Linked DNA regions of Mus musculus: region 1 is linked to region 2. A link is a contact called in public HiChIP or PLAC-seq data. All regions are on one chromosome and are shown on one strand. The core of a region is the stretch at or near the end of the contact, and the rest is flanking DNA. Distances in the headings are between cores, read along the strand shown.

The links. HiChIP or PLAC-seq counts read pairs in DNA pulled down with a chosen protein or histone mark.
Region 1: a contact with region 2 is called in an H3K27ac HiChIP or PLAC-seq map of microglia, with 6 times the contacts expected there. The contact joins two enhancer-like sites. A contact is called at or near these places in 20 of 39 promoter capture datasets (the 3T3-L1 cell line, 3T3-L1-derived adipocytes, the C10 cell line and 15 more), 1 of 15 datasets of contacts at CTCF or cohesin (the NIH/3T3 cell line), 19 of 484 Hi-C or Micro-C datasets (the 63-12 cell line, B cells, CD8 T cells and 15 more), 27 of 115 datasets of contacts at active chromatin or transcription factors (the 230-238 cell line, CD8 T cells, the HPC-7 cell line and 22 more) and 1 of 9 other capture datasets (liver).

Annotation. Positions count from the first base shown.
Region 1 is chr8:122,937,174-122,941,602 of GRCm38.p6, reverse strand. All of the region lies in intron 2 of Ankrd11 (ankyrin repeat domain 11), which reads left to right. It overlaps Gm39272 (a long non-coding RNA gene), which reads right to left. Exons shown (of 3, transcript XR_879314.3): 1 at 2,228-4,429; 2 at 394-467. Among named protein-coding and RNA genes, the nearest start is that of Gm39272, 5.6 kb to the right of the region's middle. Within about 2 kb of position 2,817, at least 63 of the 459 cell types and tissues checked have an H3K27ac peak or open chromatin away from gene starts, as enhancers often do. A contact at or near this core is called in CD8 T cells, Th1 cells, Th17 cells and 5 more, where this site is marked.
Region 2 is chr8:123,025,641-123,030,542 of GRCm38.p6, reverse strand. The region is part of intron 1 of Ankrd11 (ankyrin repeat domain 11); the gene reads left to right. Among named protein-coding and RNA genes, the nearest start is that of Ankrd11, 14 kb to the left of the region's middle. Within about 2 kb of position 2,917, at least 71 of the 459 cell types and tissues checked have an H3K27ac peak or open chromatin away from gene starts, as enhancers often do. A contact at or near this core is called in CD8 T cells, Th1 cells, Th17 cells and 5 more, where this site is marked.

The DNA of each region.
Region 1 (4,429 bases), core at 1,568-4,067, 89 kb after region 2:
TTCAATTACACTTTTTAGTTTAATTTTATGTGTATGGTATTTTGCCTGCATGTAGGCCTGTGTCTGACATGGAGGCAAATAAGGGCACTATAGTCTCTGGAACTAGAATTATAGGTGGTTATGAACTTCCACAGCAAATGCTCTTAACCACTGGGTCATTTCTCTAGCCTCCTCATTAATAATTTAAAAAAAAAGTCGTACCATTGTAGGCATATATTTTTAGGTAATGGAAAGGAAAGGTTTTTAGGACATGGGGGAAGTAGACCTGTTTAATAATGGTTCTTTGGGCTCTTTGGGGCAATTCCAGTCTTTGTTGTTCTTAGTCCAGTCCACTAGCAAACACCAAACGCAAATCAGCAAGGGAAGTTCAATCCAGAAGAAACTGAAACTCACCAGCAGGCCTGAGTCTGGGGAAGCAGCAAGAACGCCACAGGAGTCTCATGAGAAGGTCTTTGGTGAGTTTCTCTCTATGGAGACACCACAAGCAAAGCTCACCAACTCTGTGTAGAGTGAATTGATACAAGTGCTTTTGTGAGCTCCAGTGACCTCCCACTGTTGGTGGGCGTCATATTTATTCCTTCTAAACATCATGCATCCTTCTGTGTGTCTGCTTTAGCAAAACATTCTTTCACCTGTGTACCTCAGCAAAACATCATTATAAGTCTCCAAAGAAAGCAGAAATTTCAACTTTATATCATAGACTATTTATTGCTTACAATCTATAATGCAATTTAAACAAAGATAGTGACCAGATGTTTGAGGATAAAAACAATGCTGTATGCTTGTTAGACTCCTGTAGTCTGCCCTGCACAGCAGTCATGCAGGCAGGCCCATAATGAGTGCCTACATTTACCAGGTCTCACTTTGGGCCTGGCTCCTGGCTGGGCCCTTCTTGAACCTATTAGTCTTTTTCTGATCACAGTTCTCTTTCCTCTCTGGCCATACACTTGCCAGCAGTGCTCATTTGGGTATAGAGAAAATAGGAACAGCTAAAGGCAGAGCACTCTCAGTGTTTTGAACATTGGTTTTTGTTTTGTTTTTGTGATCTTGGGCAAGTCAGTTAGCATTTCTTGAGCACCATTGTCATACCTTTGGAGCAAGGACAGTCGTTCTTTCTGCTTGGTCCTTTTATTGAACTATATGAACTATTGAATACCTAGCTTCATGGAATTGGTTTCCCCCTGTGAATGATAGGGCTGAGTTGGACACTACTGATAGGTAGCTGTCACTATAGCCATGCCTACTCATACACAAAGGATCCACGTGTGCTTATTAAATGACGAGGCATCTTTACCCACATTTTTATATTTTGTTTCTCAATGGAGTATTGCCATGCCATTCCACCACCAAACACACATGTCTGAGACAGGGCCTTACCCTGTTGTGCAGACTGAATTGGGACCCAAATAGTCTAACCTAGGCTGACCTTTATCTTGTAACAGCCCCTGCCTTAGCCTCCTAACACTAGGATTATGGATGTGAGCCACTGTCCCAGCCCTGTTGACTTATCATAATGAATTTGTTTCACAGTACTGCTGCTATATCTCTGGGGGTCAAGTTCTAGGTTGGTTTCAGTGCCTTGTTGATAGTTCAAACTCAGAAATAACCTTTAGGCAGTCAGGAGTTGTCAAAGGACACCCAGGTGGTAATGGGAATGTTTCTTACTGAGTCCTTACCAACCTAGATTGTCATTCACGTAGGAACAGTGTACACACACAGAGAGTTAACAGTGTGTGTGTGTGTGTGAATGTGTGTGTGTATATATGTGCGTGTGCGCGCACGCCACCATGCCTGGAACAGTATAGGTCAGCTTTAATTCGAGGCACAAATGAGCAACTAAATGGAAACTTCATTCATTGGACACTTCATGCCCTTAGATGGGATGTCCGAACCTTCTAAGGGCATGAAGGTCATGTAGCAGTTTTTTGCATGGCCACCTCTATTTGTTTGGGGAGGGGTAGTTTGTTTGTATTCTGGTTTTTTTTTTTTTTTTTTTTTTTTTTTTTTTTTTGTGATGATACATACTACTTCAGTATCCTTTCTTAACAACTGTGTTAACAGGTTTTTCTGAGAACACCAAGGGAGGGAAGGGGAGGGAGGGAGAGGGAGGTTGGGTGAGGGGAGCAAGTGCCATCTCTGAGATGGCCTGCAGAGCCCTTATGCCCTCCTTATGAGCAGGGTCACAGGTGCTTGTGTGCTGTGGTGTTGAGCTCTTCCCCGGCCTCACCAAGGACAGGGCTGGCGTAAGGCAGTGCTTGGTCCGTGGAGGATGCAGGAGAGATCCGTGTCGTGTTCACAGAGGCAGTTTTTCAGTTTTCTTTTCTTTGAAATTCGAGGTAAGGAAGAAAGGGAGGATCTTTAGATTCTGGGCCAAGAGACTGTTTTCAGCATTTAATGTAAAGCTTATTGCATGTAAGTTTTAATTTTTAAAGATGTTTATCTTGGAATAGTTGAGTGAATAAAAGTGTAGATTTCAGCTCCACATTCCATTTGTTATTTAGGGGTACAACCTGAGATAAGCCTTCCCTTGCTTATGCAAACTTTGGATTCATTACTACTACCAGAAGCCAGCCTTGTCTCAGTATTTGCTGCTCTGTCCTCCTCTTAGCCAGGGCAGTGGTAACTCTTTGCTGGCAAATACAAAGACTTTGTTGAGTTTGGATATCTTGGTCCTGTTGGGTGGTGTATCCTGAGATGCTGTTGACCGTCATTAATACTAGATTCCTGGGTTGGTGCTCTGTATCTCTAATGTCAGCACTGAGGCTGGGGGAGGAGACTGAGAATGGTAAAGCAGCCTGGGCTGCTCCTGTGACTGTGTGACTAGGTCCTTCCTGTTGTCGTCTTTGTGTTCAGCTGCCGTGACAGACCAGGCTCTGGCTCTTCCTTTGAGTCTCTGCAGAGACAGAAGGGCTCTTTCTGCTTACGTTATAAAGTAAGATGTGAATCATATACTCTTCCTTAAACTCCCATTTCTGTTTAATGCACCCCCCCCCCACCAATATGCCATCAATAAATAAACCATGAGAAACAAGATTTAAAAAACAAAAAAACACAAACCAACCACTCTTATCCCTGTGAATGAAGCAAAGAAGGATGCCCATGCTTTGTTAGTTCAGTGCCGTGGTGACATGTACCAGTGTCCAGAAGGCATGCTTGGGAGTCTGCTGTGCTCAAGACTGTCAGCACGCACCTAGACAGAGCCTTTAGTACCCAGCTGGTTAATTGGGTAGATTCGTACCAGATGGTCATAGGGCTTTGTTCCTGAGAAATAGAGCAGGTAAGACATTGCTTTCCCTTTGTCAGTCACATTGTGCTTGCTAAGAATCTGTCTGTAAGCATGAGTGCAGTTGTGTGGGTCTTGGCTTGAGGGAAGAGAGAGAGCTGTATGTGGAATAACCTAGAAGGAATGAGGGCTTGTTTTGTTCCCCTTCTTGTGTCTGTTGAGCCACTTTCATTGTAGTGCTAGCAGCTTTGGATATTAAGGCTCCTCTTTTCATAAATGAGCCTGTCTCTGTCCCTCATATTTAAACAAACACCCCGATAGCTTCAGAAAAGAAGTACTCACCATGGCCATCTGCTGCTGGCAGTCTCCATGGGCTGCTCATGGGAAGGTATATTTTTGGTCTGGATGTTTAGCTCCCATGATTCTGACCTTTATGCTTTGGGCAGTGAAGGGTATGGGAGTGCTGAGCTGCCCTGTGGCCCAGTGTCTTGACAAACTGCCTGTCATGCTACACCTGTGTTGGTTTAAGATGTCAGGGAGACAAACACCTGACAAAAAGCACTGCATGGAAGGGGTTGTTTTGGCCCACAGTTCAGTGGTGCATTTAGAAGCAGAGTGTGCAGTGGGTGGGTCATGTTTGGTTTGAGAAGTTCAGGGTCAGTTGACTTTGAGCATCCTGTATGCCGTTCTATATTTACCCAGTCTTTCTGATTTTATCCAGTCTGCTGGATATTTAGAGCATCCTGTTGTGATTTAACTCCGCCCATAGCATAGACTGACTTCCACCCTGTGGTCTTTCTGCTCTAACCTCCTCATTGCAGAGATGACAGGTATGATCCTGGCTCGTTGTGTGACACTCTGGTGTACTTGGGAGGTGGGGACAAGAGGATTCCTGCCTGCTTGAGGCCAACTTAGGCTTTATAGTGATAATGGCAATAATTTTCATTTTCCTGTTAGCAGATGATACTGATCATTTGTCATGAACCTATCTGGAGAAATGCAGGCTCAGCTATTTATCTTCTTTACTGAGGCATCTTGCCTGTGGTATCATTTGTCCATTTTTAAAAACTAGGTATCAAGCCGGGATGCTGAAGTGCTTACTATACAAGTGTGCGTACCAGTGGATGGGCCTGCTTCACCCTATATAACCCTTACTCAGGACGTGGTGACAGGGGTTCCCCAAAGGCAGGCTTGCCAGCTAGTCAG
Region 2 (4,902 bases), core at 1,668-4,167:
TCAAAGGCATGTGCTGTTGCCACTTGCAACCAAGTAAGGGCCCCCCCCCCCCCCCCCCCCGACAGGGTTTCTCTGTGCCGTCCTGGCTGTCCTGGAACTCACTCTGTAGAAGACCAGGCTGACCTGGAACTCAGAAATCCGCCTGCCTCTGCCTCCCGAGTGCTGGGATTAAAGGCCTGCGCCACCAACTGCCTGGCTAAGTAAGGGCTTTGAAACAAGCTGTGGTTCACTGGGCTGTAGACACCTCAGTGACTGCTGGGCCCAGGGTGACTCAGCTCCTAGGTGGGCAGGAGGAGAGACAGCAGCATACATTGTATGCTATCTTTATGATCTTTCTTGTACACACACACACACACACACACACACACACACACACACACACCAATATTATTATATATATTTGAGACAGAGTCTCCACTTTGGAGACCAGGCTTGCTTGCTTCTTTGTGGAGTGCTGGGATTAAAGGCGTGAGCTATTATGCTGGGCCAGCAGTATATATTTTATTTTAAAAATAAAACATTATTTTACCTTATGAGTCTGAGGCTTTTCCTGCATGTATGGATGTGTGTCCCTGGTGTCCAAGGAGGTGAGAAAAGGGTATTGGATCCCTTGATACTGGAGTTAGGGCTGGTGGCGAGCCTCTTGTGGGTGCTGAAAACTGAACTCGGAGTTCTCTGCAAGAGTAGCAAGTATTAACTGCTGAGTCAGTTTAAACATTTAAAAATGTACAGGGTTTTTCTTTTTCCCTGTAAAAGTCCAAGTAAGCTTTCCGAGTGTAAGAGGGCAGTGCACTAAATATGGCAGCTTGGCATGACTGCAGAGGTGCCAGATGCCCCCGAAGGCTGTGCACACACTCACTCACCCCGAAGGCTGTGCACGCTCACTCACTCACCCCGAAGGCTGTGCACACACTCACTCACCCTACTCACCCTGAAGGCTGTGCACACACTCACTCACCCCGAAGGCTGTGCACACACTCACCCCGAAGGCTGTGCACGCTCACTCACTCACCCCGAAGGCTGTGCACACACTCACTCACCCTACTCACCCTGAAGGCTGTGCACACACTCACTCACCCCGAAGGCTGAGCACGCACTCACTCATCCCGAAGGCTGTGCACACACTCACTCACCCTGAAGGCTGTGCACACACTCACTCACCCCGAAGGCTGAGCACGCACTCACTCATCCCGAAGGCTGTGCACACACTCACTCACCCCGAAGGCTGTGCACGCTCACTCACTCACCCCGAAGGCTGTGCATGCACACTCAGGTCTTTACTGATTTTTATGGAAAGCTTTTTCAGAACTGTCTCCTTTTCAACAGTGTCACAGCTTACTTTGTTGTTTATTTCCCTACCACAGTTGCTAATCTAGCACTGCTGTCTTACTGGACTGGGATGGATTTAGGGGACCAGAATCCTGAGTCCTGACTCTTTAGGGGACCAGGGGATTGTTGCTGTTGGCACACAGAACTGTGGTACAGTGGGATGGAGAGACAAGGCCCTGAGGCAGGCTGTCCTGCTTGGTGTGGCCTTTTTTTTTTTTTTTTTTGGTGCCTTACCCAAACAATGCTGGCTCATTTTCTTGTTCAAGAATGCTTTTGAGGGATATGTTTTCAGTGAGTGAAATTAAAAGACCAAAAAACTTAAAAACAAGTGGGCCTATCAAAGCTGTTTGGTTTTGAAGTGTTTGTAGCTGGGGCTGAAGTCAGTTCTCCATGGGCTGTTAAGAGAAAGGGAGCCAACCTGCCTCCATCCGCAGACTCTGAGGCCAGTGGTGTCCAAGACCTAAAACTCATGGAAGGTTAAATAACAGACTCAGGGAGTTGTATATTTAATATTGTGGTACTGAACTTTACTTTTGAAAATGGAACCTGTTACTTATGGGGGAAACTAGAAGGTAGGTTGTGGGTGTGAAATGGGAGTGGTGAGATTTGTAGCCCATGTATTAATTTTTAATTTTTTATGTTTCCTTTGTATGGAGTCTGGTGTGTGGGTGTTACTTCCTGCTCACATTTATGCTAAAGTGACTAATCCAAACTGGATATAGTGGTCTATGCTGGCAATCCCAGGGATGCCAGGAGTTTGGGGCCAGCCTTATAGTAAGACAACTCCTTAAATGCTCTATACCCACCCCCAAAACCCAGTAAATAAAACCTATGTGCGGAGGTGTTGTAGTGAGTTGTTGGAGAGCTAGACCTGGAACTCATATTCTTTCTCACTTCTGTAGACTTGCTGTGTGGATATTTGTCATTGGTGGCTACCAGTGACCTGTGGCATGTACTCCTGTGGATGTAGCTGTCACTTAATAGGATGTGGAGGTGATAGACAATCACACAGCATGAACTAGATGGCTCAGTGGGTCGGGGGCTTTTCGGGCAACCTTGATGACCTGAGTTTAATCCTCGACTCCACAGGGTGGAAGGAGAGAACTGGCTGCTTCAGATTTGTCCTCTGATAGCAAGATGTGCACCTTATCTCTGCCGCCCTCTCCCCCTTCCAGTGATTAACAAAAGAGAAATACAGAAACGCATTGATGAGGATCAGATTCCGCATTCACATTGTGACTCAAGCCTAGCATGTGACTCAGAGTAGACGTCTCTCACTATGAATAGTTGATGCTCGTGTTAATTCCTTCTTCCTCTTCCTTTCTAGTACTTTTGGGGTTTTTTGCTTTAGTATTGAGCCATGTATCCCCAGCCTTTTATTTTTGTTTGTTTGTTTGTTTTTGTTTTGAGACAGGGTTTCTCTGTGTATCCCTGGCTGTCCTGGAACTCACTCTGTAGACCAGGCTGGCCTCAAACTCAGAAATCCGCCTGCCTCTGCCTCCCAAGCGCTGAGATCAAAGGCGTGCGCCATCACGCCCGGCTCAGCCTTTTATTTTGAATTAGAGTCTTAACCTAAAATGCCCAGAGAGACCGTGAACTTGTGAGCCATAGGCATGCACTAACATGACTATCCTGATACTAATTCCGGTTTCTGAGTATATTTTATTCTTGCTTGTTTGTTAATTGGTTTTTCAAGACAGGATTTCTCTGTTGAAGCCTTGGCTGCCCTGGAATTCACTCTGTAGACTAGGTTGGTCTGGAACTCAGAAATCAGCCTGCCTCTGCCTCCTGAGTTCTTGGATTTACAGTTGATCAATAAAATCTGTATAGAAAGCATCCAGGGCTGGTTAATCTAGGGAAATAACTTTTTAGGCCTTTAAAAATAACCTTCAGTTTTAATATAAGTTGTCCTTAAGCTTGAGATGTTTTTCTATCTGACTTCATTGATCTGTGCAGTAGGTAAAGCAGTTAATGTTCTAGAGATGTGACCCTTTTCTGAACCAATTAACTGCCAACTTGAGGACTGGTTTTCAGGGGACTTGCCAGTGATGAGACTGTTGCCCTGGGAACAAGGGGGACCCAGAGGAATCCACTGTACATACAGTTGTCAAAGGCTGCATGGCTGTTTAGTGCTTATGCAGCTGGACTAGAGCTTTTGTATGGTTTGAGTATTCAAGGTTTAGTTCTGCTGAGTGCCAGGTTTGGTAGCACACACCTCATTCCAGTGCTTGGGAGACTCTAGACCACTTTGGGCTACAGAGTGAGGCCTTTTTTAGATGTATTTATTTTATTTTTTTGGGAATAAGTGTTTTGCCTGCGTTTATGTATGTGCACCACATGTGTACCTGGTGCCTAAAAGTCAGAAGAGGATGTCGGATCCCCTGATACCTGGTTGTGAACCACCACGTGTGTTCATCTGAACCCAGGTCCTCTGCAAAAGCAATAAATACTCTTAATCTCTGAGCCATCTTTCTGGCTCCTTTAGCTTATTTAATTTGTTTTGTGACAGGGTTTCTCTGTGTAGCTTTGTCAATCCTGGTACTGGAACCAGGCTGGTCTCAGCCTCCCTAGTGCTGGGATTAAAGGTGTGTGCTGCATTAAGTCTGACAGATAGTTAACAATGTTTGAGACAAGGTCTTACTGTATTTCATACTAGCCTCACTCTCTGTGTGTAGCTAGTCAGTGGCAGCCTTGTTTCTGATTTTCCCGAGTGCTTGGGCTGCAGGAGTCTGTCATGGTTGTCAGTCTGTCAGGTCCATGCCTAGTTTATACCGCTGGAGACGGAATGAACCTAGGGCTTCGTGCCTGCTAGGTCAGAACTATCACCAGAGCTACACCCCCAGTCCTTGCTTTTGCTTGTTTTTCCCCAACAGTTTCCCCTCAAAGTTCAGGCTGGCCTTGAACTCTCATACATCCCAGGCTGTCCTTAGTCTTGCTCCAGTTCTTACCATTTCCTCAAATGCTGCATTACAGCTGCCATTCACCACAGGGCTGAGACCCTTTCTGTTAAAAAACAAAACCAAAAACCAAACAGCGTCTTCTATTGTTGAGTTATATGCTTCTTTGATGTTAGAGTTATGGTAATAAGAACAAAGAATTGTTTATGAGAGGTCTAACGTGGTTGCCACAGGGAGAACTTAGAGTTGTTTTAAGTGATGTCACCAGGGTGGGGAAGTTAGAAGGACAGTGTGGGGTGAAGAGCTCTTCCACAGTGGTGGTGGCCATCAGTGGACACCTTTGTACCGTGTTTTTGTAAGACATTGAGGTTGTTTAGGAGGGAGATTCCTTTGGGGTGACTTTCTTTCTGGAATTTTGGGGTAACCCAGGTGGGCTGGGGGAGAGTATCCAAGTGTGGTACAGAAATGTCCTGTCATTAGGAGAGTAGGATTTCCTTTCTTTGCAATAGGATGTCTTACAGTATGGTTTTAGTTTCCTTCTAGTTTTCATCTGCATTCCTCTTCACTCTGGCATTTGGGTGTGTGCTAGAGCCTATAGCTTGTATGTGCATTCCCACTTCTCAGACCTTGGTTGAATCTGGGTTTCAAAGACCACAGGGTGGTGATGGCCCTGTAA